Linked DNA regions of Mus musculus: all the other regions are linked to region 2. The links are chromatin contacts, called in public HiCAR-type and HiChIP or PLAC-seq maps. All regions are on one chromosome and are shown on one strand. The core of a region is the stretch at or near the end of the contact, and the rest is flanking DNA. Distances in the headings are between cores, read along the strand shown.

Region 1 (7,545 bases), core at 4,494-6,993, 740 kb before region 2:
AGTAGCTGTGCTTTCCATCAGAGTCTATCCTTCCCATCAGATGCAATCTATTACTAACTCCTGTTCCTCCAACCATAAGGCGTCTCTTGCAACCTCTGAAGTGTAATTCCATCTACAGTAGCCCAGCCTCTAACTTGCAGCTTTCATTGGAGAGACGGTGAAACTCAGAAATCATGCCTGCCTATTCCATGCTATATCCGTGGTATTTTTCAACATGAGTGTTTATAGGAAAACTGAGAACTGATATGTATGCACTTGAGGCAAATCAGAAGAGTGGAGGGAAGACACTCCGCATCAGAAACAAGTAGCTTTATCACCCGGGGTCCTAGCTAACTCTTAACCCTAAGCCTTAAGAGTATTTTATTTATTTTAAAATTTGCATTTACTGCTGTTTTGTATGTATGTCTTGCCTGAATGTCTGTGCGCCACTTGTATGCCTGGTGACCACAGAGGCAGGGAGAGAATGTTGTGTTCCTAGAACCGGGGTCACAGACAGTTGTTAGCCATCATGTGGGTACTGGGAATTGAACCCAGATCCCCTGAAAGAGCAGCAAGTGCTCTTAACCTCTGAGACAACCAGGTTTGAGAGCATTTGTAGTATTAATGTGGAAATGCTTCTCTGGTAGTTTAAATTGTCCTTGAGAATAAAACAGCAGCTTTCCACACCCCCGCCCCCCATCTCCCAACCTCCAGGAACACTTTAGGTGCAGTCCTCACTGGCCCCCATGGCACACCCTTCTCCCTGTGCTTGGGTCATCTTTGCCCAGTTAGCTTGATTTACCCCATGGGCTTCAGTCCTGAGATTTGGATCGGGGGTTCTATTTTTTTGGCTTAGGCTGAACAGGCAAGATTTTCCCTTCATCAGGCTAATGAAGTAAATGTCTTATGTCATCATTAGCGCTGGTGCTAATCCAAGCAGAACTAATATTGGTGCCGTTCCAAGTAGAATTAACCTAGCCCAACCCCCCAACAAGCCAGATGTTTGTCAGGCATTCCTCACTGATGTTAATGAATAACTCCCCGAGGTTCGATAAACATCTGAGTCCACCAAATGAACTTCAGGGACCCAGAAACAAACTGCTTGCCTAATTGAGGCTGGTCCTAGGAGACAACCAAGGTCTTAGGTATCTGGGCTGAAGGTGGAGAAAGGTTCCTTTGATGGTTAAGGCTCGTGAGTCTCATAGCTGTCTGGAGAGCTGGCCGAGTGGGGACAGCTAGCAGACGCAAGAGGTTTTCTAGGGAGCGTCCCTTCGCAGCCCCTTCTTTTCTCCTGGGTCTGCACTGACACCAGGGTTCCCTGGGTGTCTTTCTTTGGTGGAGGATGGGAGCAAGGGGTCCGTTGCAGTTCCTGTCTCTGGAGTGCCCTTGTAGGGAAAGGAGCTAACTAATGTCTGGGCGTGGATTCTAGGAGAATGTCTTCCTAAGGTGGTCTGCTTCATTCTCCAGCACCATGTAAAATTTTCCCTCACTCTTCATCAAGTACAATGTATCCATTTCAGACCTGCTCTCCCTGTACTGGATCAATGCTCCCGTAGGAATATGATAATAAGTACAGAAGCCATTTATGGCCTGAGAATTTACGTAGAAATTTGCATACAATTTTCAACAAAGCTATATATGAGGACTAAAATGTTCCCCTTCTCCCTCTTTCCCCCTCCTTCCCTCCCTCCCTCTCTTCTTTTCTTCTTTGTGGTGGTGGTGGTGGTGGGGTGAGGCATTAAATCCAAAGTGCTCTACCACTGAGCTACACACCAGCCCCCTATCAGGATGCTCTAGGGAGAGGGATTTACGCACCGTGTTTAGGATAGGACTGGACCAGAGAAGATCCAGAATTGAAATAAAGGCTAGTGGAGACACACCTGTCCTGATCACAAACGATGAGGTCACATGATTAACAGGAAGTCACTCACTTATTCTACCAGAAAAAACTAAGACAGATGTGTATAATATTTCCTACTTTAACCACAAAATCCACATGGTAGAAAAATTTACAAATGAGAAGAAGATTAAATAAGAGGGATAAAGCCTAAATAGAGAGCTTTAGGAGAATTTTTAGATTTGCTAAAATAATGAAGACACTTCACTAAAGAGATTATTGAAAAGCCATTTGCAGATGCTTAATTATTACAATTGGCTGCTCTACAGTGGAATTTATCCGAGCTGTCCCTCCTCATTGTGCTAGATTGTCTTTAGGCTCTCTCTTCCTCTCAGTGTCACTGAGATGCATACCAATGCCTTTTAATTACTACCTTCTAATGTGGATACAAAGAGAGACTTTCCTTCCTCCACCCTGTGACGGCAGCTTCCTTCTCCTCCTCCTCCTCTTCCTCCTCCTTTTTCTCCTTCTCTTCCTCCTCCTCTTCTCCCTCCTCCTCCTCTCCCTCCTCCTCCTCTCTCTCCCTTTTCCTCTTCCTCTTCTTCTTCCTCCTCCTCTTCTCCCTCCTCCTCCTCCTTCTCCTCTTTCTCCCTTTTCCTCTTCCTCTTCTTCCTCCTCCTCCTCTTCTTTTTCTAGAATTATTTGTTTTCTGTATAGGAGTACACCGTAGCTGTCTTCAGACACACCAGAAGAGGGCATCAGATCCCATTACAGAGGATTGTGAGTCACCAAGTGTTCACTGGGAATTGAACTCAGGACCTCTGGCAGAGCAGTCAGTGTTCCTAATTGCTGAGCCATCTCTCCAGTCCTCGTCTCCACCCCACGCCCACCATGGTTGTTCTTACATCCAGATGTTCAAATATCGTCTAGAGTGACTCAGACTTATTGGCTGCCTACTTCTGGGGCCCTCTCTCCCTGTGAGTCCCACCATAGAGCTAGAGATGAAGGAGGATTTGGACATCTGCACTGGAACAAGTGACATAGCACTCAAGTCCACAGGAGAACAGGCTGACCTGACCCTGTCCTTTCTCGAGCCGTACCTCCCAAATTGCTGTGAGCATAATACTGGAAACCCAGGGACGAGTTTGATTTGTCTCTATTCCATTTTCTTGTAAAACAGCACACGTGCCCTCTACTCCTGATATTATCTGGTCTACTTGATGTCTATTCTCTCTCCCCAGGGCATACTCACTGTCTCTTTCTCTTGTTGAGAGAGACTGAAACTTTTAGTGCGCTCAAACTAGAATACTTGGTTGCAGAGAAAGTATGTGAGAATAAATCCAATATATACTAAGATTTTCTTACAGGACATTAGAGCAGAGTCCCCCCAACTCCGCTGTGCCATTGCTGAATTCTTTTGTGCAACCATGTTTCCCAAAGCACCACGCTATGGTGCTAACAGTAGATGCCCTGCATCCCACTACTGCTATGGGGTCGATACCTTCCATGCAAGACTGAAATCCGATGGCCTTCTGAAACGGATATGATCAACTCCAGATATAAGGAAACAGAGGTGCCTGGGACAGTTAGACCTAAGCATCTGCAGGGCACCCCCACACTATTCACTGTCCTAGAGAGCAGGTTTCTAATCCCTTGAAGGATACTGAGGACTGTGCTCCATACTCGGTCTATCTGAGCTGTTTCGTCCATCCCTCCCAGAGTGACCTGTGAATAACAAGAGTAGGAGCTTTCTGACAGAGGAAAAATCTCGACTGTGTCTTTGGTTTTTATATTCACCCTAAGGGCCTTCTTTTCTCCTCAGCTCTTCCAATACTTGATCTTCTAGTCTTAAATTGAGACATAGTCTATAACTCTCTACATGGCACTTTATGCAAATAAATGAAAGATCAAGGTATTTTTCAAAGGTCTGTTTCCTTGGGTAGGCATGGAGAACTAATGATAGTTTTGAAAAACCTTAGCAGGGATTTTCTTTTTTCTTTTTAAACCTGTGGATCCTGTAAGGCTGAGATGTTCTTTGAGCATCTATATGCGCCAGAATTTTTTTTTTTTTGTGATGCAATTTACATATGTCATCATGTTTAATCTTCGGAACTTGGACGAGTAATTATAACTATCCTTTTTAATTGATAAGAACACTGACACTTGAAAGGCTGACAGAGATGGAACTGACATTAGAGCCTAGCACTGTCTGATGACAAAGCCAGTCAATGAGGTGGCTAAGGAGATCTCAACTCTGACATGAGATCCTAGCAGTATTTCTAAGAAAATTCTTTGTCAGGCTTCTTTTGCTTCTTTTGGAAGCTGACATCAACTTCTTCACTTGGCTACCTCTTGGCCTAACTCTGTTAATCTGGACATTGGATTCATCCTGGCAAAGACCGTGTGATGCCACCGCGAACGTTTGCCCTTTCACTCTTTAAGACTAATCCCACCCTGACTTGGAATAGTCTGTTACAGGATATATTTTAGTCTGCTGCTGTGTCACGTGCATATTCTTAGGTTTTTATTAATGATCACCTAGCCTCTTTAGCTGAGTACACCTATGGGGTTGCAGAGAAAAACAGACTGCTAAATCAAATCCCACATACCCCTTTCAGGAAATGGAGGAGAGTCCCAGAAAGGAGGAAGAATGGTTGGTTGGGGCTAGAGCTTGATGCTTGGTGCGCAGGCAAAATCTCCTCCAGAGCTGATGAGCAAGAAAGGGGCCGGACTTCGCTGCCTTGACAGGAAATGGTGTGATGCTACAGCAGATCCTCAAGAAGAGGCTAGGATGATGTCATTATGGCAAGGATAAAAAAAAAAAAAGAGCAAACCAAGGACTAGAAAGTCTTCTTCCCTCCATGTTATTAACTTAAAGCAAATGATGCACTCTGGTTGTGGGGGCCCAAAGCAGATGTCTACAGGAGTGGAAGTTCATTTGAAAGCAGAGAGTTGCAAGTAGAGGTTATACACGTGCATTGCTGATGTATCCTCGCTGTCTACTTTCTTCTCCCCACTGTGTCCTTCTCTATATCAGAAGGACAGAGCATGAGGAATGTTTACTGTGCAATCCGTGCCTATGACTAATACCCTTAGTCCTATCAATACACATTCACAAGCCCACAGAAGTAGTTCAATCAATGTGAAGACCACTACCTCTGCTTGTTATTAAATACTTGTTATGCCTAGTTATTATTACTGGTTATACTTATGAATTTGCAACATTAGGCAATGCTCTGGTCATGAAAATAATCATCATTGTTCCTTCACACGTGTGCAGCATCTAGGTCTTAAATAATCAAATACATGTTTCCATTTTCATTGTTTTAACAACAACGACAACAACCCATCTCAATACAGTGATTAACATATCCTTAACTTAATGTGGAAACCTCTGGTATCCCTAACCTAGGCACACACAAGAGAGGCAGCAGCAGCTACCTCCACGCCCCCTGTGCACCTCGAAGCGTCTGCCCTCACCCGTGCCGATCCTCACACTCAGATGCCCTTGGTCCCTCTCTTGTCTTCACAGACTGTCAGCTCACCAGCCTCCTCTGATCTCTGCCCTCCTTTTCCTCCAAATTAAATCTCAACTTTTTTGTAAACCTCTGTGAAAATGACAAACTGGTGCCAGAGCTGTCTTTTAATACACAAAAGCATAAATAATGCCATCCATCAGGGCTGTCACTCAGAAAGATGGATTGCTAGTTGTCCAGACCCCCGAATGACACCAAAGCCAAAGTTAGAAAGTGTCTCACTTCTTTACATGTTCTCTCTCTCTCTCTCTCTCTCTCTCTCTCTCTCTCTCTCTCTCTGCTGGACTGCTTGATTCTGATTAATGGTCCTGTCAGGGTGGGATTCTACTTGCTCGGATAATGAGTCAAGAATGTATTCCCTGTCACAGGCACAGCAGATGTCAGGGGCAGAAGGGCTCGGGGATGCCAGAAACAATATACAGTTTCCTCCTAGTCCCCTGACAGGCCAATATGCTGCACAAGGTCTAATTTATGTAGACAAAATGCAGGCGGGGCCATAGCAACCAGAACTGCCCCCACAAAGTCCTAGCTACAATACCGCTTGCGAGCAGGGCCCACCGGCCGGGGTGGGCAGCAGTAACTGGGTCATGCACACCACAAGCGGACTCAATACTGCTGCCTCCAAAGGCCTGGACGCACCAAGAGGCCCAGGACCCTTTGACTTCATTAAGCTGCACTTTATATCATTATAGGAAGAAATCAAACAGGGCAGAGGGCTTCTGTTTCCTTCAATGGCTTGATTAGTTTATTCACTGTTGGGCTTGCCCACGATCGTCCTGGAGCTGCTAAGGAAGGTCAGGTGCTGCAGCCGGATGCCCTCCCAGTTGTGACTGCACTTGCTGGGTCTCTGATGTTCACGCACTGACACTGACTGTACGGAGGCCTTGTCATTCTACTGGTTCTTCAGGAAGCAGAGCAACTCTGCAGCAGGAATAGGGATGTGCCGTCTCCAGCCGGAGGGGCTGTGCTTGCACACAATCAACCTGTCCACATAGATTTTGTGCATATGTGCGTCTTGCTTTCTTGAGAAAAATATCCCGGGCTGTTTCATGAGTTATGACATTACAGCAGTATGTGCCTCCCTTGGATATTAAAATAAGACCACATTCTCTTGACAAACAGCCCCAGCAGTTAAACGCTAAGGACACACTAGAATTGGATAAATCAAAACCAGGCAGGGGACTGTCACCTCACTCAGGTTGCGAAGATGAGTCTCTTGTGTTTACCAATCTCCATTTTAATCTGAACCGTGTCTCAAGAGTTTTCCATTAAAAAAAAAAAAACAAAGCAAACAAACCTCAAAGACACGCTAAAACTAAAACTCTATGTATCAAGGCTCTCCATGGCTTCTAGACTTCCTTTCTACCGTGGGCTTGTTTGATCGCGTCTCTGTCTTACTTTGTTTCTGGTCTTACACATTCAGAGGTAGCAAGCATCATGATTGGGCTTCAAAGCCTGACCAACATGTCCTAAGCCCAGGGGATCTTTCTTTCTTTCTTTCTTTCTTTCTTTCTTTCTTTCTTTCTTTCTTTCTTTCTTTCTTTCTTTCTTTCTTTCTCTCTCTCTCTTTCTCTCTCTCTCTCTCCCTCCCTCCCTCCCTCCCTCCCTCCCTCCCTCCCTCCCTCCCTCCCTCCCTCTCTCTCTCTCTCTCTCTCTCTCTTTCTTTCTTTCTTTCTTTCTTTCTTTCTTTCTTTCTTTCTTTCTTTCTTCTTTTCTCTTTCTTTCTCTCTTCTCTCTCTCTCTCTCTCTCTCTCTCTCTCTCTCTCTCTCCCTTTCTTTTATTGGATATTTTCTTTATTCACATTTCAAATGTTATCCCCTTTCCCAGTCCCCCCCCCAGAAACCCCCACCCCATCCTCCCTCCCCCTGCTTCTATGAGGGTATTCTTCCACCTACCCATGCACTCCTACCTCCCTGCCCTTGATTCCCCTACACTGGGGCATCTATCAAGTCTTCATAGGACCAGGGGCCTCTCTTCCCATTGATGCCTGACAAGGCCATCATCTGCTGCATATGTGTCTGGAGCCATGGATCCCTCCATGTGTACTCCTTGGTTGGTAGTTTAGTCCCTGGGAGCTCTGGGGTGGGGGTCTGATTGGTTGATATTGTTCTTTCAGCTGACCTTTCTTATGGTGCCTTTCTTATTTTTTTCCAGCATGTCTATCCTCACCAAGTTTCCATTTTTAATTGAAA
Region 2 (6,910 bases), core at 3,999-6,498:
CTGTGATTTCATTTCTTCTTGAATAATCTATTCATGAGTTGCACTCAGCGTTAAGATGGGAACAAACAAGTGCTGTTAGCTGATGACGTAGCTCCTTATACCCCTTAGCACTGTGGTGCTGTGTGGCTAATTATGCGTATGCTTTTGAGACCAAACATCTTTATCATTATGGAGATTCTTCATTGAAGAGCCCTTAACACTGTGGAGAAGGGCCCAGCCAGATGACACCCAAGTAGTAGTGCCTGTGGCCTGTGCTGGGGCTTTGTCTGACACTGATGAAGAGAGCAGGCAGCCACTTGAGAGTCGGCTCCAGTGAGTCACCCTAGGAAACTGAGAATGCGAAGAATAGATATGAGAGAAAGGGATTTCTTATCCTGAAATTGCACTGGGGGTGGGGCTCTACCATGGCCTGTGAGTGCACACAGAATGCCTCTGTGGAGGGCAGCTCTGCAGGTAATCTGCAGACATGGCAGTACCCTGTGCAACCATGACTGGCTCTAGCTTAGGACTTGGCCTTGTTAGCTGGTCCCCTACCTCATCCTCCCCCCACACAAAGCACCTACTGTTCTCTCTTAGGTGACTACTATAAATGGTATTTTCTGGCATCAATTCCCACCTCAGTTTTGGTTTTGTAAGTCGGGCCAGTTTGCTCCTAAGTGGCACCAGACTTGTCAGGTATTTGGGAAGCATTCAGCCGACCCAAAAAGAGGCAGGGTTCACTGTGCTTACTTCAGATGTTCCCTTCTCTGTCCTGACTCCTCAGGCCACTGACCCTGGCCACACTGTACAAACTACAAAATGTTCCTGAAAAGGACATTTTAATGTGCTCAAAAGCTCTTGCAAAAGTGGGTTTTTTTCCCCAAGACCAACTCATCTTCTTCTCATTTGTTGCTGCTAACCACTTGTTGAGAGCAACGTGCTATACCCAGCATCCTCTCTTGTACGTGCACCTGAGAAAACACTACTTCAGTGGAGTCGGTGCAGGAGGGAGGGTACCCCGCCATCCAGCGCCCTCCTAGCCCGAGAGGCTCTGTAACTAGCATTCTGAGAGCTCATCCCTCCATTACAAAGAGCCACAGTAAAGTCCTGCTGCAGCTGCTCCTTCCCTGCCCCTTTAATGTCACTTCTTTAACAGAACAGAAATGTCCCCATGTCATAGCATAAATTCAGTAGCTATTGGTATCTGTCCCAGCAGTAAAATCATGGAACTCAGATGTCTTTTTAGCATGGGATGCCTAGCCCATCTGTCTTTATGACCTTGTTTTTTGTAATACTATAAAATCTGACTTAGGCATTTGAATTCTAAACATGTAAAATGTGATAAGCCTGCAGTTTTGTAGGCAGTGAATTCATAGCTGCTATTTTTAAGTAGAACTTCTATCAAAATACGTTAACCGTTTGTAAAATTCAGTTTTTGTAGGACTTTCCCAAGGCCCAGCCACCTTGGTAGAATGCTTCTCACTCACTAAATGTTGCAGAAGCAATTTATATTCCATATAGGTTTTTAATCACTTTTCAATATATGGTTAGAATGTTTGTAAGGAAGCCTAAGTTTAATAATTTTTATATAACTAAAAATAGGTGTGGAGGACTCAGTGTGGGTACTGAGGAGGAATGAAGTGCTCTGAAAAGGGAGGTGTATAAACGGCCTGTGGGGCCGTGTGTCTTGTGAAAGTGAGATAGCCGTGCTTACTGACCTGGGCTGTCGTCAGCTGGCCGTCGGTAAACTACCTGGACAATAGCCCCTCTGTCTGGGAACTTTACCTACTTCCTTGTCCTCAGTGGGCTTCTAGCCACTGTTTGTTTCCTTATAAAAGCTGTAATGGGCAATCATGTGTTTGTACTTCCATTCCTTTTTATCTCTACTTCTGTGTAAACTGGTGATTGAATAGTTAAAGCAATTTTTTCAGTGTGCCCCAAGGGCATTAATGAGCCTTTATAACTGAGAAATGATTCTTGTTATAGTAATTATTCCATAAATGATACCACTAGATAAATTACCTTGGGTTAATAGCTCCAGGATTTGTTTCAGACAACAAAAAAAGGTCTCAATGTGAATATACTTACATTTTGGATTTAATTTCAGTCTTGCTAAATAAAATGTTTTTGTCTTTTTTTGATTAAGGTAAAATTTACCAGTAGATTGGAGGACAGGTGATAGAAATCAAACTTCCTTCTTAGGCTTTCCCTAAAAATATATCCAGGTAATATAGATTCTTACCAGCATGCTGGTACATGCCTTTAGCTCCAGCACCCGAGGAGAAGGATCTGTTTGAGCCCAGCCTGGTCTGCATAGTGAGACTATGGCAAAAACAAACAGAATTAACACATTGCTGCATTTCTCCAGAAGATAAAGGCATTCCCAGTTGACCCTAACCTCATGTAATATCAGTTTAAGTAGGTAACTCCCAGACTGGCTGTGGCAAGCTGCCTCGCCTAGTGTCACTAGATAAATGTTAATGTCAGTGAACTTTACAAAAACTATATACCATCCAAATGTTTTACAACACCTACTTTTATAGAAGAATTTGCACTTGATCTGAAATTTGCATTTAACTGGATATTTTCTTTTAAATAACAAGTTTGGGATATCTTGGTTTGGGTTTTGGTTTAGTGTATGTAGTATAGGGTATTTTGCTGATGTATGTCTGTATTCCACATGCATACCTGGTGCCTATGGAGGCCAGCTGAGGGCATTGGATTTCCCGGACGGGGCAGTTTTGAGTTGTTCCTTGTTTGCTGGAATCAAGCAGGGTCCTCCTCAAGAGCAGCCAGTGCTCTTAACCTCTGAGCCATCTCCCTCTCCCCCACCCTGCCACAACATAGTTTTCTTGGTTTTTTTTTGGGGGGGGGTTGGTTGGTTGGTTTTGGGGGTTTTTTTGGGGGGGGGGGTGTCGAGACAGGGTTTCTGTGTATAGCCCTGGCTGTCCTGGAACTCACTCTGTAGACCAGGCTGGTTTTGAACTCAGAAATCCTCCTGCCTCTGCCTCCCGAGTGCTGGGATTAAAGGCGTGCGCTTCCCACCATGTTTTTCATTGTTGTTTTCTTATGTTTTTCTTACACTGTGCTTCCTTTCTTTTTGAAAATGGTTCTTTCACAATTTGCACTTTGACCATAACCCCCACACACACATTAGCATCTTAATCCCTTACCCTCCCATCAAACTTTTCTTCCCATCAAGCCCCCTTCTTACTTAAAAAAAAAAATTCACTAAAACTGAGTTTACTTAATGAATTATGTTATTTTTCTTTACTATTTATCTATTCACTTTATATTCCAATATCAGCCCCTTCTCTCTTCCCAGGCCCCCCACACACACACACACACAGCTCCTCCCTCCATTCTTCCTTCCCCCTTCCTATGAAAAGGGGGCAGCCTTCCCTAGATATCACCCCTCTGGCACATCATCCTGTTCCCCTACGTTTTATTTTTCTTTTAAGTAGGGTTGCTTGCATAAGCCTGAGCTGTGAGTTATTTAGGCAAGGGCAACTTTCTAGTAGCAACACCACTGAGAAATATGGCTCCCCTTCCTCAGTAAGCACAGCTGTCCCACGATCCTCAGGAGCTCCCGCCTCATTCACAGCCCCAGTCCTGCACAGGTGACCACAGCTGTCGCCGTTGGTAATGGGCACAGGAGATATAGCAGTTCACACTACACCTCCCTACTACCCTCTGGCTCTTAGTTTTGTTTTGTTTTTTTCCATATCCCCCCCCTCTTCCAAGAGGTTCTTTGAACCTTGAAGGAGGTAGCACAGATGCTCTGATAGGGTTCAATAGTCATTTATTTTGAGCACTTTGACCAGTTGTGACTCTGTTAATCATTATCCATTGTAACACAAACAGCTTCTTTATCCAAGGCTGAGGTCAGCACTAACCTGTGGATATAAATATTCTGAAGACAGTTTGCTGCCATGTCCATTTAGCAAAACAGTAGTAGTAGGTTCTGTGTGTGTTTATGTATATGTGCAGATAGGTAGGTAGGTAGGTAGGTAGGTAGGTAGGTAGATAGATAGATAGATAGATAGATAGATAGATAGATAGATAGATAGAGGCCCCACCCTAAATCTGTAGTATTTATAGGTCTCATTTTTACATCTGTGTACATATGTATGTATACATCCTTGTGCATGCGCACATGCTCAGACACCCTGGCATTCATGTGGAGATCTGCAGGAGTCTGCTTTCTCCTTCCACCATATGACTTTGGACAGCAAGCGCCTCTGACCCCTGACCTGTCTTATCACCTTCAATTTTTTGAAGCAGAGCATCTCTTTGACTTCACGTCCATCCCAGCCTTCACGAACCCTTTAAACTTGACCCACTTATTCCTGACTAGTACTTCCCAACTGCAGCTCCACAGCCAGCTTCTCATTAGGCTCACTCTGTAACAGCCTTCTGGGCCCTTTCAGGTTTTGGGGTTTTTTTCACTGTGGTGACAGCAGTATATGAAGAGGCATTTACCTTCAATATCATTACTCCTAAAGTCTGGGAATGGAGAGAGAGCACTTACTGCTCTTATAGAGGTTCAGAACCCAGCACCCATCTATCCACTCATCAGTTCCAGAGAGTTCTATGCCCTCCTCTGACCTCTGTGGCAGTTCACAGACTTAACGTTCAGGGGAAACACCCACACAACAAAAATATAAATAAAAATATTTAAATTAAAAGGGGGCTGGAGAGATGGATCAGTAGTCAAGTGCACCTGTTGCTCTTGCAAAGGACCAGAATTCTGTCCCCAGCACACATGATGGCTCACAACCATCAGGTCGAGATCCAAAACTCTCCTGGCCATGGCACCACAGATACGACGGTGCATGCACATACATACATGAGGACAAAACAAATCAACGCACATAAAATAAATATTTTAAAAAAGAAATAATAGCTGGGCAGTGGTGGCACACGCCTTTAGACCCAGCACTTGGGATTTCAAGGCCACCCTGATCTAGAGAATGAGTTCCAGGACAGCCAGGACACAGAGAAGCCCTGTCTCGAAAGAAATTTAAAAATGGGAAGGAGAGGGGAGGGAAGGGAAAGGAAAAGAAGAAAGGAAAAAGGAAAGGAACGGAACGGATGAATGAAAGTTACTTTAATGTCTTGGTTTATACCGGCCCGCCCAGCCCTTGAACTCCCTAGGAGGCTTTCAGTCCGGGTAACCTCCGCCTTCCCCAAGATGGCGCCCGCCTGGGTGGCCAACCTCCGCTGGGGAAGTGGCTGGATGGTGAGCGGCGATTGGACCTCTCAGGAAGGGGGCGGGACCGGAAGGTGGGCTCGGTGAGTCGCGGGTCCTCCGGGCATCCTCTTGGGAATGTTGAGAGGTGGCAGCATGACGGCGGAGCTGGGAGTCGGGTTCGCGCTGCGGGCCGTGAACGAGCGAGTCCAGCAGAGTGTGGCGCGGCGGCCGCGGGTGAGGACCGGCGGAAGGGCACTGGGGAGGGCTGGAAGGGGGACACCTACGTGGGACGAGGTGTCACGGTGACGCAGAAGGGGCTCCCGGAGGGGCGGGGGCTGCAGAGGGGATCGCTGGGTTTCCATGGCGGTCGGTCTGGCCTTGAGGATCGGGACTTGCCGGGAGGTTGGCTTGGTTGGAGAAAGGTGTTCATTTAGGGCAAGTGACTCGTATCCAGGCGTCTCGCCATTCGTCATTGCCCTCGGTACCACCACGCCATTCGTCACCACGGTACTAGAGCCCTGGGAGGGCCGTGTCCACCCGCGATCACGTGCGTTGCGGCGGCCGCGAGCCGTGGTCTAGCTGCGCGTGAACTTGACACACACAGAGCGGGCGGGAGCTGTCAGGTGCCCTGTCACAAGCGTTTGTTATTTTCGTATGGTTGTTATGTCCCCCATTGGACTTCTAGACCGGTGCCAGTATCTGCTTTTCTCCATGCAAATTAAGCTACGTTATGTGAAGTGAGACAGAAAAAAAAAAAAAATCAAACACCTTTCCTTTCTGATCTAGTGTTCATGGTCTGAGATTTCAAAATGATGCCTGAAAACCGAAGGCTGAATTAACATAGTCTTCTCTTACCTGATGTCTGGGCATGTCCAGTTAACTACTCTAGCCCTAGCTAGGGTTCCTCACAGGGGAAGGAAATTAAGAGAGCCTTGGGAGTTCCTACCACCTTCCTGGTACCGGAGTTCTCGGGATTTCCCTAATGCAGCCCGCCTCGGGAGTTAGGCCTGCTTGACCGATTTGTCTCTGGAAGCCTCCAGTTAGTTCATCATCACACTAGGAATTAGACACAGTCAGTCCCTCAGAAGGAGGCAGCAGGAGACCGTGTGGTAATTGATGTGACGTCTCCAAGTCCTTGAGAGCACTGTGGTTCTGTGACAGTCTCAGAAACGGTGGGGTAGACGTAAGGAAAGCAGGGAAACCCTTCATTTTATGTAATGGATGTGAGGAGACTTTGCGTGAATCTAATCCTGAACACTGAGTTGTGGGTGTCTCGTTGTCAACTCTGCTGACTGTTGGTTGATTCATAGACTGAACAAGGCAGTGTATGTCTTTATCTCAATTGAGCCTCTTCCAGGGTGAGTGGAAGCGTTATTAATAATTACATCAGGACCAAAATGAGTTTCTAAACTATTTACCTTCGTGTATCAGAAGCCAGAAGTGACCTCCCTGCTAAACAGGATGTTGCCTTCCCTTCATGAAGGATGCTGCTGGGTTTTGTTTTACTTTGTTTGTATGGGTTTTTTTGGTGCTAAGGATACAACTCAGAACCTCACAAATGCTAAGCAGACCTTATGCCACTGTTACTGTATCCTTGATAAAAAATTTGTGTGTGTGTTACATTTATGTATGTACAAGTATGTGTGAATATGTGTTATATGCATGTATGTACAAGTGCATGTGTGTTATGTGCATGTATATATAAGTGTGTGTATATATATATGTGTTATGTGCATG
Region 3 (7,295 bases), core at 3,781-6,280, 690 kb before region 2:
CTGTGCGCCTTGAACTCTTGGTGGCAGGGAGTGTCAAATGACCCTTTCCCAGGGGTTGCATACTAGATATTAACATAACGACTCACAACAGTAGTAAAATTACACTTATGAAGTACCAAGGGAAAAATTCTATGGTCTGGGGGTCCCTACACCACGAGGAACTATATTAAGGGCTGCAGCATCAGGAAGGTGGTTAGGAACTAATCTGTAGGATGGAGGTACTCTGGAACTTCGGAACTCCTCAGTTCTTCCACTGACACCCCCCCTCCCCAGAGGACTAAGTCCACTTGTCTTACCCTCTTCCCAGAGCCATGAACCTCATGGCCAAGGTCAGCTACCCGAGCCTCCAGAACTCCTGAAGGAGCTGACAGCCACAGAGATGTGTGGTGGAGGCTCTCCACTCATCACCATCCTGGACAAGAGATTCCTGGCTTGCTTCACCTCACAGAGCTGGTGAGTGGCACAGTAGGGAATTTTTTTTTTCTTTTTTTTGAAACAAGTGTTTTTCTGTGTAGCCCTGGCTGTCCCGGAACTCACTCTATAGACCAGGCTGGCCTCGAACTCAGAAATCCGCTTGCCTTTGCCTGCCAAGTGCTGGGACTAAAGGCGTGCGCCACCACTGCCCGGCCATAGTAGGGATTTTAGACTGGCTTTGACTTGGCCAGCTTGAGCTTGCTCACTCTCTCAGCCCAATCATTCTACCATGGGGCGTGAAGTCTAGTCACAAGTTTCTTCCAGTAGGAAGTCTCCTGCAGAGTCCTCAGTCCTCCACAAGGCTACTCTATCAACCAGTCCCTCTCTTCCCCTGGCCAGGACATTCTGACCCCTCATTGCTACCACTAAAGCCAGCAGCAGCAAAGGGAATTCCAAAGACTCACTGTATAAAAAGTTCTTCCTTTCGTGGCGGAGGGTGGAAGGGCAGGGTCCTGTCTGGCTTCGTGAAGGGCTTTTCTGAGTGTCTGGTAAGGCTAGCTGCAGGGGCCTTTCAGAGTAAACCCGGCAATGAACCTTAGGTATGACCTCCCTCAGGACCACAGAGGAAGGGAGCTGCTTTCAAGGTGGGTCAGGAACCCAGGCAGCCTTTATATCCATGCATCCCAGAGAATGCCCACAGATTTGGGGTCACCTGGGGGTCTTTGGGCCACTCTCTTGCTCTATACCAGAAGTGTGTACAATCACTAGGCGGTCTCTCCTCTCTCCTCTCAATGTACCTGAGTGTGTACATTTACGTAAGGCTCCTGCAGTGAGCAGGGAAAAGATTAAGGTGAGGTAAGAAGATGTCTAAGCTGGGAGTGGAGGTACACACCATTGACCCCAGCCCTGAGGAGGGAGAGGCAGGGCATCCACTGGGAGGAGGTTCTTTCTTGCCTTCATGTGGGTTCTGGGGATATCCAAGTTATACTAGAATGTTTCTAAACACAACAGATATTTACATTCGAACTATTTGCCCATTTCACTGTCACGGAGCATCCCAAAGATGCAGGGAGATATTTAAGGGTTCAGTTTGGAGTATATTGACCCTAAATCAGTGGTTCTCAACCTTTTTAGTCCTGCAGCCCTCGAACACAGTTCCTCAGGTTGTGGTGACCCCTAACCGTAAAATGATTGTCTTTGCTACTTTGTAACTATGACTTTGCTACCATCATGAGTTATAATGTAAATATTTAGAAAGACAGGCTTGCCAAAGGGGTTGAAAGTTGCTGCCCTAGACTGATACATAAATAACTCTTACCATGATGGGCTCAGACCACTGGCTAATGCATGTGGGTATCAGCCAGTATTTTCCAAGCTTCCATAATTGTCTTAGGGATCGGTACCCCAAATCAGTATGTCTTTTATCATCATCTTTTGTACCTTGGTGAATCTTGGGCTGGTAAATTGTCCAGTGGCTCAAAGACAAAGCAAGTAATTTCTGAGTGTCCCGACCTTGCCCCAGGCCTCCTGGACTTAATTCTATTAGCCTGAATCTATTCCTTGCGCATAATCTCAGAATCGGGCACAGTATTTTCCTGTGTTACTTACTGTCAGGATTGCAATTCCCATTATTATTTTATAAATCAGGGCTTTTACCCTAACAATGCAGAGGGCCAGTTTTGGTGGTGATTGTACTCTAATGGACCAATCTGGCCGCAATTGCGATATAAATAGACGAAAGCACTTGGTTAATTTCTACAGAAATTAGGATAGCAGCAAGAGCAAATATTGGATGGAGGGAGACAGCATCCACTTAGGCTGCAAGCCAAGGTCTTTAGAAGAGCACGGATTAGAGGCTAAATTCCAAATTTAAAACCTTCTGCTAACGGCTCACTCAGTTTCACCCACCTCTCTCCATGAAGGGCTTGGACCCAGAGATCAACAGATGGTGGAACCGTGTGGCACTTCCCTTTTGCCGGAGGCATCTCAGAGACCCTGGGCAGCCCGAAGGAAAAGGCGAAGCCTACTGTATACGGGGTTCACCTACAAACCTAGCACCCTGTGTTGGGAGGTGAGGCAGGCTTTTTTTTTTTTTTTCCTTTTTTAGTGACTGCCACTTCTATGGTGCCTGGTAAGGCTAGCTGCAGGGCCCTTTGGAGGGCTCTTTAAGGTCATAATGCAGAAGACTGTCACCTGCGATGGGACACTGAAACACCAAGACTACAGCCCCTCACAGGCCATGAAAAGCACAGGCTACCGCTTGGGTTGTTGGCCAAATATGGAGAAATTACCAGGGGCCTAACAAGCAGCTTAATGGGTGTAGTCCATTATTACAGGCCAGGGCCATAGGAGGCTTCCATGAAATGTATTTGGGGTGGAATTTTTTTTTTTTTTATCATTCCAGCAGCTACACAGGAGAAAAGGGGGTCACACCCAGAGGATCTGATCTGGTTTTTCTAAACTGGTCTAAGTTCTCCTGTTTAAACAGCCAAGTCAGCCCTAGTAGGCAGCAATGTATTGATTTTTTTTTTTGGCACTGCCAGAATCAATCTGAACAAAGCCATTCAGCGCTACGTAGAAGCCAGCTGAACTCAGACAAGCAGGGTGGACTCTTTCTGTTAAGCTCTTGAGCAATCAGCAAAATGGCTTCGATGCTGTCTCCACTGAGGAAATTACATATATAACTGTAACCCCCTGCTTTCAATTTCATCCCAGTTCCTTACATCCCCCTTACTTCTACCTCTATACTCCTGAGCCCCTGAGAAGATGGCAGCAGGTAAGAATACAGGGTGATGAGAGGCTCTTGTATGCACTGTCAAAAGTCTCTTTCGGTAGGATTATGAACCCCTGACCTCTGACCCAGGGTTCAAAGGCAGATTGATTATTTCCTTGAATAAAATTGATTGTCCGGTTGTACATTATATGGATATTTTAAGACTTTCCCGACTAATACTATCTGACCATCAGCTTACCCCCTCGCCTCTTGATAGTCATAGACCTTTCTAGGTGGATCCATGCTGACCGTTAAGACAGTTTTGGCTTTTTCCTTCCCTGCTCCCTGTGGTAATATCTGGGTTTATCATGTAATATTTCTCAGAACTCCCCGAACATTGGTTGACCCAGAAGGCCAGTAGAATGTAGTATTAACATCCTCAGGGGTAGTTAAGTTGCTTTTATGTAGCTGTGACCAAAAAACCCATGAGAACAACTCACCAGAGGGGAAGAAGGGGGAGCTTTCTGGCTCACAGTTATGTGGTCTTATGTGCTTTGGCGGAATATCGCAGTGGTAGGAGAATGCAGCAGAGGGACCTCTTCGTCACAGGAAGGGACTGGGTGGAAGCCCTAAGGATCTGACCCCATGACCTACTTCCTGTAGCTAGGGCTCATTTCCTAAAGTGTCTAGAACATCTCAAAATACCACCAGTTGCTAGGGGTCAAGTGTCCATCAGATGTGCTCCCCGGGGGGGGGGGCATTTTGTATCTAAACTGTAACTGGGCAAGACAGGGCATTTCTAGCAGCTGTTTGTCTGTTGGCTGTCTATCCTCTCTATTTGGCAGTTTCCTCACCAAAGGTTCAACAGGCTTGAGGTGGGTGTCCTCTCAGGTCTCCCCTACTGCTCGTTTTTCGTGACACGCTCTGCTAAGGCTCTCCCAAGGCTCCCCCAACCCTCTTCCATCCTCTTCAGCAATTTTGTACCAACTCTGATGTTCTGACCAGCATGGTTTGACTTCTACAGAAACACCACCCTACCAGATAAGATGAAGTGCCCGGAGCTCTGTTAGAGTCAATTTTGTGCAAGGTTAATGTGATCTCCCTCATCCTGGCCATTGAAGTCCTGGCAATTCTAGATTCTTCATGCCCCAGGATGCCCTGTTGGTGCAAGGGTTAATACCACCTGTCAGAACCCCACGGGGATTGGACTGTGTCTGGAGGTAGTGAGTTTTAAACATCTCATGCTAGAAGACAGAACGTTTCTTTTACTTTAGCTTTTATTGGGACTTTAAACGTAGCCAAGGCATTAAAGAAAGAGGAAGGGGGAAAAATAAACTTGGAAAGCTTTTATACTTTTTGTAAAAAAAAAAAAATCATTTCTTTTTTTTTTTCTTTTTTTAACCATTACCCAAATCTCCTCCAAACACACAGACCCTACAGTATCCCTATTAAATTATATAGAGCGAGTCCAGCCCTTGACTGTCAGCGGGGCCCATCATTCCTAATTTATCGCCCCAGGAAACACAGTACAATTATGGTAATAAATAATAATAGGATTCAGTACATGACAACATGAATGATGGAGCCTCTCAGAATTCATTTACATTGCTTTGTGTTGCAATCATCGTGCCTCTAATGTAACGCCAAGCAAATGAGCCCCTTTGAATATTGTGCAATCTATCGCAAGTCAACTGGCACAAAACTCACTCAATAAATCATGTTCAAACACATGCCTGTAATGACAGGTAAATCAACAATGAAGTAATTGCATTTAATGTATTGAAATACTGGACAAAAAAAACCCAGTGACCTCAAAGTGACTTTTTGTAAAAGGTATGATATAGTTGCAGAGGGAGAGAGCTCTCCTTCCCGGGAGTCTTGCAGTGCTCAGATGCACACGCCATTGCTGAGGCTGCTGTCCCTGGGCAAGCCCTGATTTACTGCCTTCACTCCGCAGTGAACACCGGAGCAGGCTGCCAGACACTTCAAGAAGGTGTTTGCCAGCATGGATGAGAGAGTCACAAGCTCCAAGCAGCGCAACCTCTCCTCCACCCGGGCTGTCGCCCACTCAGAAAACCTTCTGAAGGGGGCAGGGAGAGCGCTGTGTCAGGAGCCAGAGGGATGTGGCTCCGCCCTGCTCCGGGACTCAACTAGATTGCTCTACAGCTTTAGCCAAGCTCTTCCGCCTTTCGGCCCTTTATGAAATGAAGCATCTGGATCGTCATGTCTGAAATTCACTGCAATTCTAACATTCTCTGAAGCTCTGATTCCAATTAGGGCGGGGGGTGGTGTCTTTGCTTTTAAGCGGAAAATAAAAATAATAAAAGCCTGGGCTCTTCTTGCCCCCGAGTGTCGGAGGCACTGGTTTGAATCAGCGTGCATCTCTTCATCATTGTTTCTGTCGCCGAGGACCTGTGTGCTTCTAATTTCTGTGAAACTTGGGCCCTGCCCCTTTCTGGGCAAGCAGACAAGTCTGAAAATAGGTCCCCAGGGGTTGTGTGGATGGATAACAGACAACATGGAAATGACAGCCTTCCCTACATTCCCCATCCTTTCCACCCCAGCTCCCCTCTTCCCAGGGACCATGTCAAAGAGAGATGAAGCAGAGCCTCTTCGAAGCCAAAGGCCACTTAAGAAACTTTTCCGCTCTTGTAGAAAACTCACTCTTGGCCGAAGGCTGCTCCAGATCAGCCCTGCCTGCAGTGTCTGTCCCTCCCCACCCCTGGCCCCTCTCAGTGGAGCCAGCTGGTTTTATATTGCTCTGCTATGAAGAAGGGGGATGACGGAGGAGGAAATCACACTACACTTTGAGGAGGAAGACCTGGCTAAGTTCAAGCTCGATGATTTACTTGAAAGGTGGCTTTATAGATGTCCCTTCGTAGTTTTGTCCACTGTTCCATCTGTAAAGCCATGGTGCTATTTTTGGTGGCTCCAACCAGGTTTTTGTAGGGAGTGTGACAGACAGATGCGAAATGGTCTTTGTTGGTTGTAAAACACAATATAAAACCAATTTTTTTTTATGATGATAAGGAAGGAAAAAATATCTGAGACAAGGGCTGCCCTCAAGTAACGCTTCTTACCAGAAAATTATCTTAGTTATTTAACTGGGTATTGTTCTCATCTGAAACTCCTATGGGGTGGGGATGAATAGAGGAGGAGCTATGAGGGTCTGGTCTGCATCATTCTTAACTTAGAAGCCCCTTGAGCAACAATAACCAGCATTTACTAAGTGCATTGATAAAGGATGTCTTTTCTCTCCTTGAGTAAATTATAATAAAATGCTGTAAGGAAGTTGCCATAAACATATTTGACATATCTCTCAAACACACTTGCCTGCTGCGTTCTCTCTCCTTGCTGAAATGGCATGTTTTCTTTCTTTTTGTTTGTTTGTTTAGGCTTCTCTACCCAAGGCCTCTACTGGAATGAAGCAATCACAAAGCCTTTAATTCCCACCCAGACGCCTTCCAAGATGAAACTGGGCCACAGTTTTCCCAGACAACAACAGTCCAGAAAAAGAAAGCTATCTCATTTCCAAGAAGGGGGGAGTCCAGGGAGCTGGACAAACTCACAAACATTCATGGTGGAGAAGGAAGGAAGTCATGGCTGACTGACCCATCAAAGCCCTTGAATAATTGCCGATGGGTTTCTTGGTATGATGTGCCCTAAACCATGCCACTCTCTTCTGTTTGTTGGTCCATCAAGAACTGCAAAGGTTGGCTCAGAGACCGCCTGCTACACTCTTCCACAGCTGTGTCCCTAGCTCCCACTCGATTTGACTCAGAAGATGTCAACTTGCAGAACAAAGGCTTAGTGAGCAGAGTTGGTGGATGGGGAGCAAAACTGAGGCCTCCCCCCCCCCCCCCCGGGGTGGGAGGGTAAGAGCCAGGAAGGTTCCAATCCTATAAAACTGTTACAAGTTTTAGGAGGTAAATTTGTTCCCTTAAGAAAGGAATATTGGGAATTTTGTTTGTTTGTTTGTTTGTTTGTTTTAGCTGATCTGAGGACCCAGGCAACTTTCTTCTGCGTGTCCAAACACTGTGAAGGATTCAATTTGGTCCTGCAGGAGAGTCCAACTGGTATTTGGCAGGAAAAAAAAAATCAAGATACCCACTCCCAACTTCTGAGGTTCAAAGGTCCCAACACCATAAGCAAGCTGAATTTAGGACTA
Region 4 (7,375 bases), core at 4,707-7,206, 800 kb before region 2:
TAGAGTCAGAATACAAGGTCAGGCCTTTGGCTCCATGTTAAACTCCCTTTTTATCCATTGCTGAAAGTGAGTCCCATTCTCTGAAAGAAGCTGTGGTGGTTTGAATAAAACAAAACAAAACAAAACAAAACAAAACAACAACAACAACAACAACAACTCGGCTCCTATACCCTCTAGGGAGTGGCACTATCAGGAGGTGTGGCCTTGTTGGAGTGGGTGTGGCTTTGTTGGAGTGGGTGTGGCCTTGTTGAAGTAGGTGTGGCTTTGTTGGAGTATGTGTGGCCTTGTTGGAATAGGTGTGACTTCGTTGGAGGAAGTGTGTCACTAGTGGTGGGCTTTGAGGTTTCAGATGCTCAAGCCAGGCCCAGTGTCATTCTCTCTTCCTGCTGCCTGCAGGTCCAGATGTAAAACTTAGCTCCTCTTCAGCATATGTCTGCCTGTATACCACTATTCTTCCTGACATGGTGACAATGGACTTAGATTTCTGTACTGTAAGCCAGCACCAAAGAAATGTTTTTCTTTATAAGAGTTGCCATGATTGTGGCGTCTATTCACGGCAATAGAAACCCTAAGAGAGAAAACAAACAGGCTTAGAATAAATTAGTACAGGAATATGTTTTTCGGTTAGCTGTATTGTTTTATGGGTATCTACGAGTGTGGGAGTTCCTAATCAAAATGTATCTTTTAAACATCATTTGGCTTCCAAATGAGAAACAAAAAGGAGACATCAGCTGTTGATAATTGCATGGGGGCCTATTCAAATGTTTAGGATCAAATGGAGATGGTATCACCTTCCTGCTTCTCCTTAAGTACTACTTTGCGTGGTAAATTTTCTTGGCTTGGGAAAGACCGTATTTTACCAAATCAGTTCAGTCTATTAGGTTGAACTCTGTGAAAGTGCTAATACTCAAATATTTTTGATATTCAAAAAGGTAATCTTATTGCCGACAACTTGATGGAAATGCAGAAGTATTTCAAAGGACGAGTGCGCTCGGCTGTGGCATGTCACACAGCGGATACAGTTTTTAGGCCTTCTGTGAAGTCATGTTTAGCCGCAGGCCTGGCAACATCTCATCGCCTTTCAGTTACTCATACAGGCTAGGTCAGAGCCAAAGTAACAATTGCTTTTCCAGCTGTACTCTAGACACAGGGTTAATATCTAAGGTATATAAGGAATTGGAAAAATTGATCACCCATTAAAAAAAAAAAACCCTACCAGTTAGCAAATGGGAATATGAACTGAATAGTTAATTCGAAAAGGAGGAGACATAAATAGCCAATAAAGATTTAAAAAATATGTTCGACATGCTTAGCCATAATGGAAATGCACATTAAGCGTGTTGGGGGTCCAGGGTCTGGGGGAGGTGGTGCGGAGAACTCTCACTCCTAATGGGAATGTGAACTGGTGCAGCCACTCTGGAAATCAGCGCAGAGGCCTCTCAAAAACCCGACATAGAATGACTATATGACTCAGCTATACTACTCATGGTATGGTGCTCTATATAAACATCCATGTTGCCGCTCTACTCAAAACACCAAAGGAAATGCAACCGGCTGGTCAGTGGGAAGAGGAAGGTTTAAATCCAGACGTTACAGCTCCCGAGTTTGTGTTCAGCCCACCATGTTTTATGGTCTGTGTACAAATGAGATTCTTTTTCTGAGTTTGCGAATCTGCTTCTCCCTTGATGGTTAAACCTGAGACGGCTGGCTGGGCTCTGACCTTCCCATCTTTTCTGGACACATCTTGCATGGAACACAGCTGCACGGGGGCCAATCCAGGGAAGATACAGAGATGGGCTGGGTCTCTATCGAAATGGACCTGTGGTTGGAACGGCATTTTGCCACTGTGACTGGGCTGAGAGGTGGGACCTAAAGGAAGTGATTGGGTGTGAGGACTCTGCTCCCATAATGTGGTGACGCTGTTCCCTGGAATGGGGCTAGCTGCTCAGGGAGTGGTTCCTGATGAAAAGGACAGTTGGCCTCCTGCTCTGTCCCATGTGTGCCATGTGGTTCCCTATCACACTAAGATGCAGCAGAAGGACCTTGTATGATTGGTCTCTCCATCTTGGATTTCCTCGACTCTAGGACTATGAGGAATGACTTTCTTTCTTTCTTTCTTTCTTTCTTTCTTTCTTTCTTTCTTTCTTTCTTTCTTTCTTTCTTTCTTTCTTTCTTTCTCTCTCTCTCTCTCTCTCTCTCTCTCTCTCTCTCTCTCTCTCTCTCTCCCTTTCTTTCTTTCTTTTTTTTTTTTTTTATAAATTGCTCACTCTGTGACATTCTGTTACAGAAGCAGAAGAATGGGCCAAGACAGAGTACATACAATGTGTAGCATTCTAGTTGACATTTTATTTATATCTAACTTACATAGGTTTAAACTGCAATCTATGCACCATTTCCAGGATGAAAAGCCCATTACAGGTACTGTGAAATGCACCAAAACATTTGAATTTTTATGAAATAGTACTGTCAGTGTTGTGTAAGGAATATCTTTCAGATCTAAAAAATTGCATTTTCTTTCGAAAAACTCCCCATAAAATTCCCTAATCCATTTCCCCCTAATTTTAGCCCATAAAAATAAAGGAATTAAAGTGGCCAAAATATCCAGAGTTACCTGGTATTAGGAATTACCAACTCTAGACTAAAAGCATCCTGAAAATGAGACCTGCCCTATCCTTTCTCTACCAAAGGAAAGAAACTTGCATTTTAATACTAGTCATCCTGGAGAACATATGTGGAGTAGACTACTAATAAGATTGAGTCAAATGGGGAAGGGGAAGTCAGATGTGATAGTGTGGGTAAGAAGCTCATAGAAAAGAGCTAAAGACTAAGTGTATATAATATCTATGATACCTGTGATATATGGTACATATGATGTGCATAGATATGATATATATATATGATATGCATGATAGACATGATATATACAATATATGATGAGATACACACACACGCACACACCACACATGCTCTTCTAATCCTCTAATCTCATTCTTCTTTGTCTCATCATCCAACCTCATCCAAATTTCAATTCTCAGCAAGATACTAATGATTATTCAGGAGAAATGTCGCAGACATCTGGAAAGTATGTTTTAAAGACAAATCAGTAGGGAAGCTTTAGCTCAATAACTGCATCACCCACCAAGACCGACCACCATAAACCATGATCTCATATCTACCCATCTGACTGGCAATCCTGTCACAACCTGGAATTCTCTCCTTCGGCTTCTGCACTTTATACTGGAGATGTGCATGCGGTCAACAGAGAGCAGTGCTATATGTGTGTCATCTTAGCCACCCCTTACAAGCCATTGAGCAGCCTGATTGTGGTGGACACTGAAACTATCATGGCTACCCCCAACACCCAGTCCCTGGAGATAATCTTCCATGCCCAGATGCCGGTAGTGCCAGAACAACTCCGGAGGAGAAGAGCCTAGGAAGGATGAGATGAGGAAAGATATTAAATCCCCCAGGAGTAATTTTTTTATGAACATGGGTTGGGCCAGCTGTCTTCTGAGGCTTTCCAACTCTGGTAATACGATGGTGGGAATATCACCTGCAACCATTTCCTCTGGAATTACAAATCAAATTAAAACCCTGATTTTTGGTAGACGGTGTTTGGCTCTTGGAAGGAACGCTGTCAACCTAGATGAGAAAAATTTATTTAAATATGTTTTTATGTTTATATACAAACTTACATGTACTGCATGCTTTGTTAGGTAAATAGTTAATAGTACGATTACTTATGACTTTTTCAGACATCCCTCCTTTCTCCATCCTTCTCCCTAATTGGAGTCCCCCTTTTCTCTGTTTCCCCAACCTAATCACTTGTATCCTGATATGTCTCTTCCCCACCCACCTACCCCATGCTCCCCTTTCACTTGTTTAGTTTCTAAAGTTATGGGCAGGATCTGTCCTCACATCTGACGATTTGGAGCTAGGAACCTCCAAGGAGAAAGAACATGCCACATTTGTCTTCCTGGATCTGGGTTACTCAATATGATCTTTTCTAGTTCCATCCATTTACCAGGCCAGCTCCTGGAGAAGAAGCCTATAGCTTTTTTTGTTTTGTTTTGTTTTGTTTTCCTCCTTAGGATGCTTTCAATATGTGAGTTACAGAAGATTATCTTCAAGTTTCCTTCAAACCTATAGACTAACGACTGCCCCGCCCTGCCCCACCTTGGCTTTAGATTAGAAGAACATATTGAGAGAGAAGCAGGGTCTGTTCAAGGTGGAAACCCTCTCTTTGCCCCTTCTCTATTCCTCTTAAGCATTTGATTTAATAACTAACCCCATTAGATGGGTAACCAGTTCCTATGGAGTCGAAGCAAACAAATCTACCAGTTGGACTCCCCAAGAGCTTCCAGCTGTTTGACCACACCTAAAGTGTATCGGAGAGTAATTCCCACTGCAAAATTGTGGTTTTTCTTCTCACCAACAAATGGGAAAATACCTACACCTTGGTTTTGTTGGGGATGACTGATGTTTGGTACCAGGGTCTAGAGCTGGGTTGTCAGATCACGTGACTGCTGACCGCAGCTCCTCTACCTTGTATGGGATTGAGGAACCAGATGTCACAGGCACGACACAGATCTCTGTGATTGCCAGTGAGTAATGTTGGGAAAACGAAATATATTCCCATCAACTCCTTGTAGTTTTTGCTAGGATGGGAAAATGCAAAGTTCTTAGGACAAAGAGGTAAGGGAGTCATCTAGGCTTTGGTGACAAGAGCCATCTATTCAATGCATCCCCGCTTAGCAGCTAGCCTAACTCAGCACCCACACTTTTGGGCTGTTCTTCAAGGCAGAGCTAATACAAAGTGCTTCACGAATGTCAGAGGGCTACTAATAGCTAGAGGAGAAGGAATGGAAAGTATTTGAGTCCCGGAGTGTATTAAGGCAGTGTCCCAGAGATAGAGAAAAGCGTAGAAATCCATCTGGGATGCTCCACAACTCTTCCGGAGAGATTCATTCCGATGTTGGGGCTGTGGGGACAGAAAAGAAGACTCTCCAAGGGATCTGTAAGAGCACCAGGCCTCCTGGACATGTCTATGGGAAGCTTGAATGGTTTCCCGTAATTCTCTAATTACTACCCTGTCACACTGCAAGGGGAACAGGTTGGCAAACCTAAGTAGTGAACTAAATAATCTGTGGCATAATCTAAATATATAACGGTAATTAAGTCTGACAACTTAATTTGCTACTGAAATTTAAATGTACAGTAGCAATCTACAATTAAGCAATCTTTTGTAATAACACCCTGCCACCCTGGAAAATTTCAGGTGTAATGCTGTGTACTATTAGGTAGCAAAAATATTGACACTGGTAAAGCATATCCGGGCCATGGTCTGACATTTATTCAAATTAACCATGGCTTTTCAAAGGAAGAGAGGTTGGATGGAAATTATTCAGTTGCTGTTGTCTGTCAGCATCTACTTCTTCAGACACTTAGAAGTCCCTTCTGCTGATGAGAGGGTTTCCATGCACAATTAACAATGGACTCTGAACGTCAGGTACTCTGAGTCCTTTCTTGGTTGGATTCAGTAGGGAGGGAGAGGTATCTTGCACTTTAATAGAGGGATGAGTGTTACCCTAAAAAGGGCTTGAGTTTAGAAGAGGATGCTGGTGGTCAGAATGCTGTCTTGGCCAAGCTGTGTAAGTGCTTTCCTCATTTCCTGGAGTGATGTCACGGTATTGTTTAGGGATAATGTGGCAGTTACATCATTCTTCCTGCCTGACCATGTTTATTGCTCACGGACACTAGAGGGGTAGCTTACCAAAGTCTATCAGATAATCTCACTTCCTCACTTAAACTCTGTAATGTTGACCCATTCTAGGAACATCATACAGGGGATTGCAGGTCATAGGAAATTGGACGTTTTAACCTAGTTCATTCTGTTTAGGCTGACTCATTCCTGCCTTGGCGTTCTTACTCTGCTTGCTTGAATAGTGTTTCCTCATTCCTTGTTCCTCATGGCAACCAGCTGATAGCACCTTTAAGATTGTCTTCTTTCTTTCCTGTACCAGTGACTACAGTTTAGAAAAGCCTGAGGCATTCCAGAGAGAGAGGTTCTAGGTGGTGTGTGTGTTTTCTCTCTCTCTCTCATTCCCTCTCCCTCTGCTCACTTCCTCCCTCTCTCTGTCTCTGTCTCTCTCTCTCTGTCTGTCTCTCTCTTTCTCTCTCTCTTCTGAGGAGCACAGTGAAGATACAAACAAGTACTCCTATCCAGAGAGGATCTTGGAAATCCTAGAAGAGGAAGACAGCTATTCATATACTCTTGACAAACAATGGTCCTCCTCTATCAGGGAAGGTAGAATTCTTCAACCAAATGGGAAGATTCAGAAAGGATGCGCATGGAGCCATGAGGGAGGTAGGGAACCTTCCCTAGCTAGTCAGATCAGCCCAGTCAACCAAGCACTAACACCATGGGGTTATCTTAAGGATGGTGCCAGTGACAACGAGTAGAAGTTTGCCTCTTTTATAATTCATTTGAAGTAGTACTTAAAACACACACGCGCACACACACACACACACACACACCTACACACACACACATGCACTCATGCACATTTGTAAAGCTACACATGCAGTATACATGCATGCACGATTGCATAGACATGTGCACACACATGCATGCACATGTGTGAATGAAAAAGAAGACATGGAGGAAGCTGGCCCTCTGTATGGTAGGTTTCACAGCTAAGGACTGGCCCAACTGCTGATGGAAAGTATTCATGGAAAAAGTGCATTGATGCCGAACACGTACAGACTGCTTTCATCTTTGTCCTCTAAGCCACGATATTATAGCTATTTACATAGCATTTACATTATAGGCAATAGAAATAATCTAAGATAATGTTAAATGGGAGAATGTGCATAGGTTATATACAAATACTACTGCATTTTATGACAAGAGGCTTGATCATCCAAGAATTATAGCATCTATGGAAGCGTCTAGTGTCAGTTCCTGAAGATATCAAGGAAAAATCACCATGTAATTTTTTTTTCTAATTCGGAAAAAGATTTGGGATGAGACCTTCAAGTACCTTTGCTAAGATAAAGTGCCAGGTCACATGGTTTTCTTCTACCCCCCAATCAAGCCATTTATTTGCATTTATCATCTTTTATTCTTGTTATTGTCGTCTGCGTCTACAGAAGGCACTTCACGTGACTTTAATGAATGTGTTGGGAAAATAAAATATCAATGAGTCTCCAGCCACACTTAACCGAGTAAGTCGTGTTTTAAGGGGGTAAAAATTCAAGGGAGAGATCTTTATGATGCATAATTGATGTCCCAAGGTTCTTTTTGAGAATTCACAGTCAAAAGGCCTAAGGAACCAGAATGGGGCCCAGAGAGCTTAAGTGCTTGGCTAGATGT

Evidence for each region. HiCAR-type assays count read pairs that join an accessible place to other places. HiChIP or PLAC-seq counts read pairs in DNA pulled down with a chosen protein or histone mark.
Region 1: a contact with region 2 is called in a HiCAR-type map of astrocytes, with 3 times the contacts expected there. The contact joins the enhancer-like site here to the promoter of Plpbp in region 2. A contact is called at or near these places in 1 of 39 promoter capture datasets (liver) and 6 of 115 datasets of contacts at active chromatin or transcription factors (astrocytes, bone marrow-derived macrophages, embryonic midbrain and 3 more).
Region 3: a contact with region 2 is called in an H3K27ac HiChIP or PLAC-seq map of acute myeloid leukemia, with 9 times the contacts expected there. The contact joins the enhancer-like site here to the promoter of Plpbp in region 2. A contact is called at or near these places in 1 of 39 promoter capture datasets (hippocampal neurons), 11 of 115 datasets of contacts at active chromatin or transcription factors (the SCID.adh cell line, acute myeloid leukemia, bone marrow-derived macrophages and 6 more) and 1 of 9 other capture datasets (adipose tissue).
Region 4: a contact with region 2 is called in an H3K4me3 HiChIP or PLAC-seq map of bone marrow-derived macrophages, with 7 times the contacts expected there. The contact joins the enhancer-like site here to the promoter of Plpbp in region 2. A contact is called at or near these places in 5 of 115 datasets of contacts at active chromatin or transcription factors (bone marrow-derived macrophages, embryonic forebrain, fibro-adipogenic progenitors and 2 more).

Annotation. Positions count from the first base shown.
Region 1 is chr8:26,299,463-26,307,007 of GRCm38.p6, forward strand. All of the region lies in intron 3 of Gm31784 (a long non-coding RNA gene), which reads right to left. Among named protein-coding and RNA genes, the nearest start is that of Gm31784, 9.2 kb to the right of the region's middle. Within about 2 kb of position 5,744, at least 21 of the 459 cell types and tissues checked have an H3K27ac peak or open chromatin away from gene starts, as enhancers often do.
Region 2 is chr8:27,037,307-27,044,216 of GRCm38.p6, forward strand. Plpbp (pyridoxal phosphate binding protein) reads left to right here and starts at 5,249. Exons shown (of 8, transcript NM_054057.4): 1 at 5,249-5,407. The coding sequence starts at 5,309. It overlaps Erlin2 (ER lipid raft associated 2), which reads left to right. Exons shown (of 12, transcript NM_153592.3): 12 at 1-2,131.
Region 3 is chr8:26,347,076-26,354,370 of GRCm38.p6, forward strand. No RefSeq gene overlaps it. Among named protein-coding and RNA genes, the nearest start is that of Gm31843, 31 kb to the right of the region's middle. Within about 2 kb of position 5,031, at least 87 of the 459 cell types and tissues checked have an H3K27ac peak or open chromatin away from gene starts, as enhancers often do. A contact at or near this core is called in acute myeloid leukemia, adipose tissue, craniofacial prominence and 1 more, where this site is marked.
Region 4 is chr8:26,234,000-26,241,374 of GRCm38.p6, forward strand. No RefSeq gene overlaps it. Among named protein-coding and RNA genes, the nearest start is that of Gm31727, 29 kb to the right of the region's middle. Within about 2 kb of position 5,957, at least 45 of the 459 cell types and tissues checked have an H3K27ac peak or open chromatin away from gene starts, as enhancers often do. A contact at or near this core is called in bone marrow-derived macrophages, where this site is marked.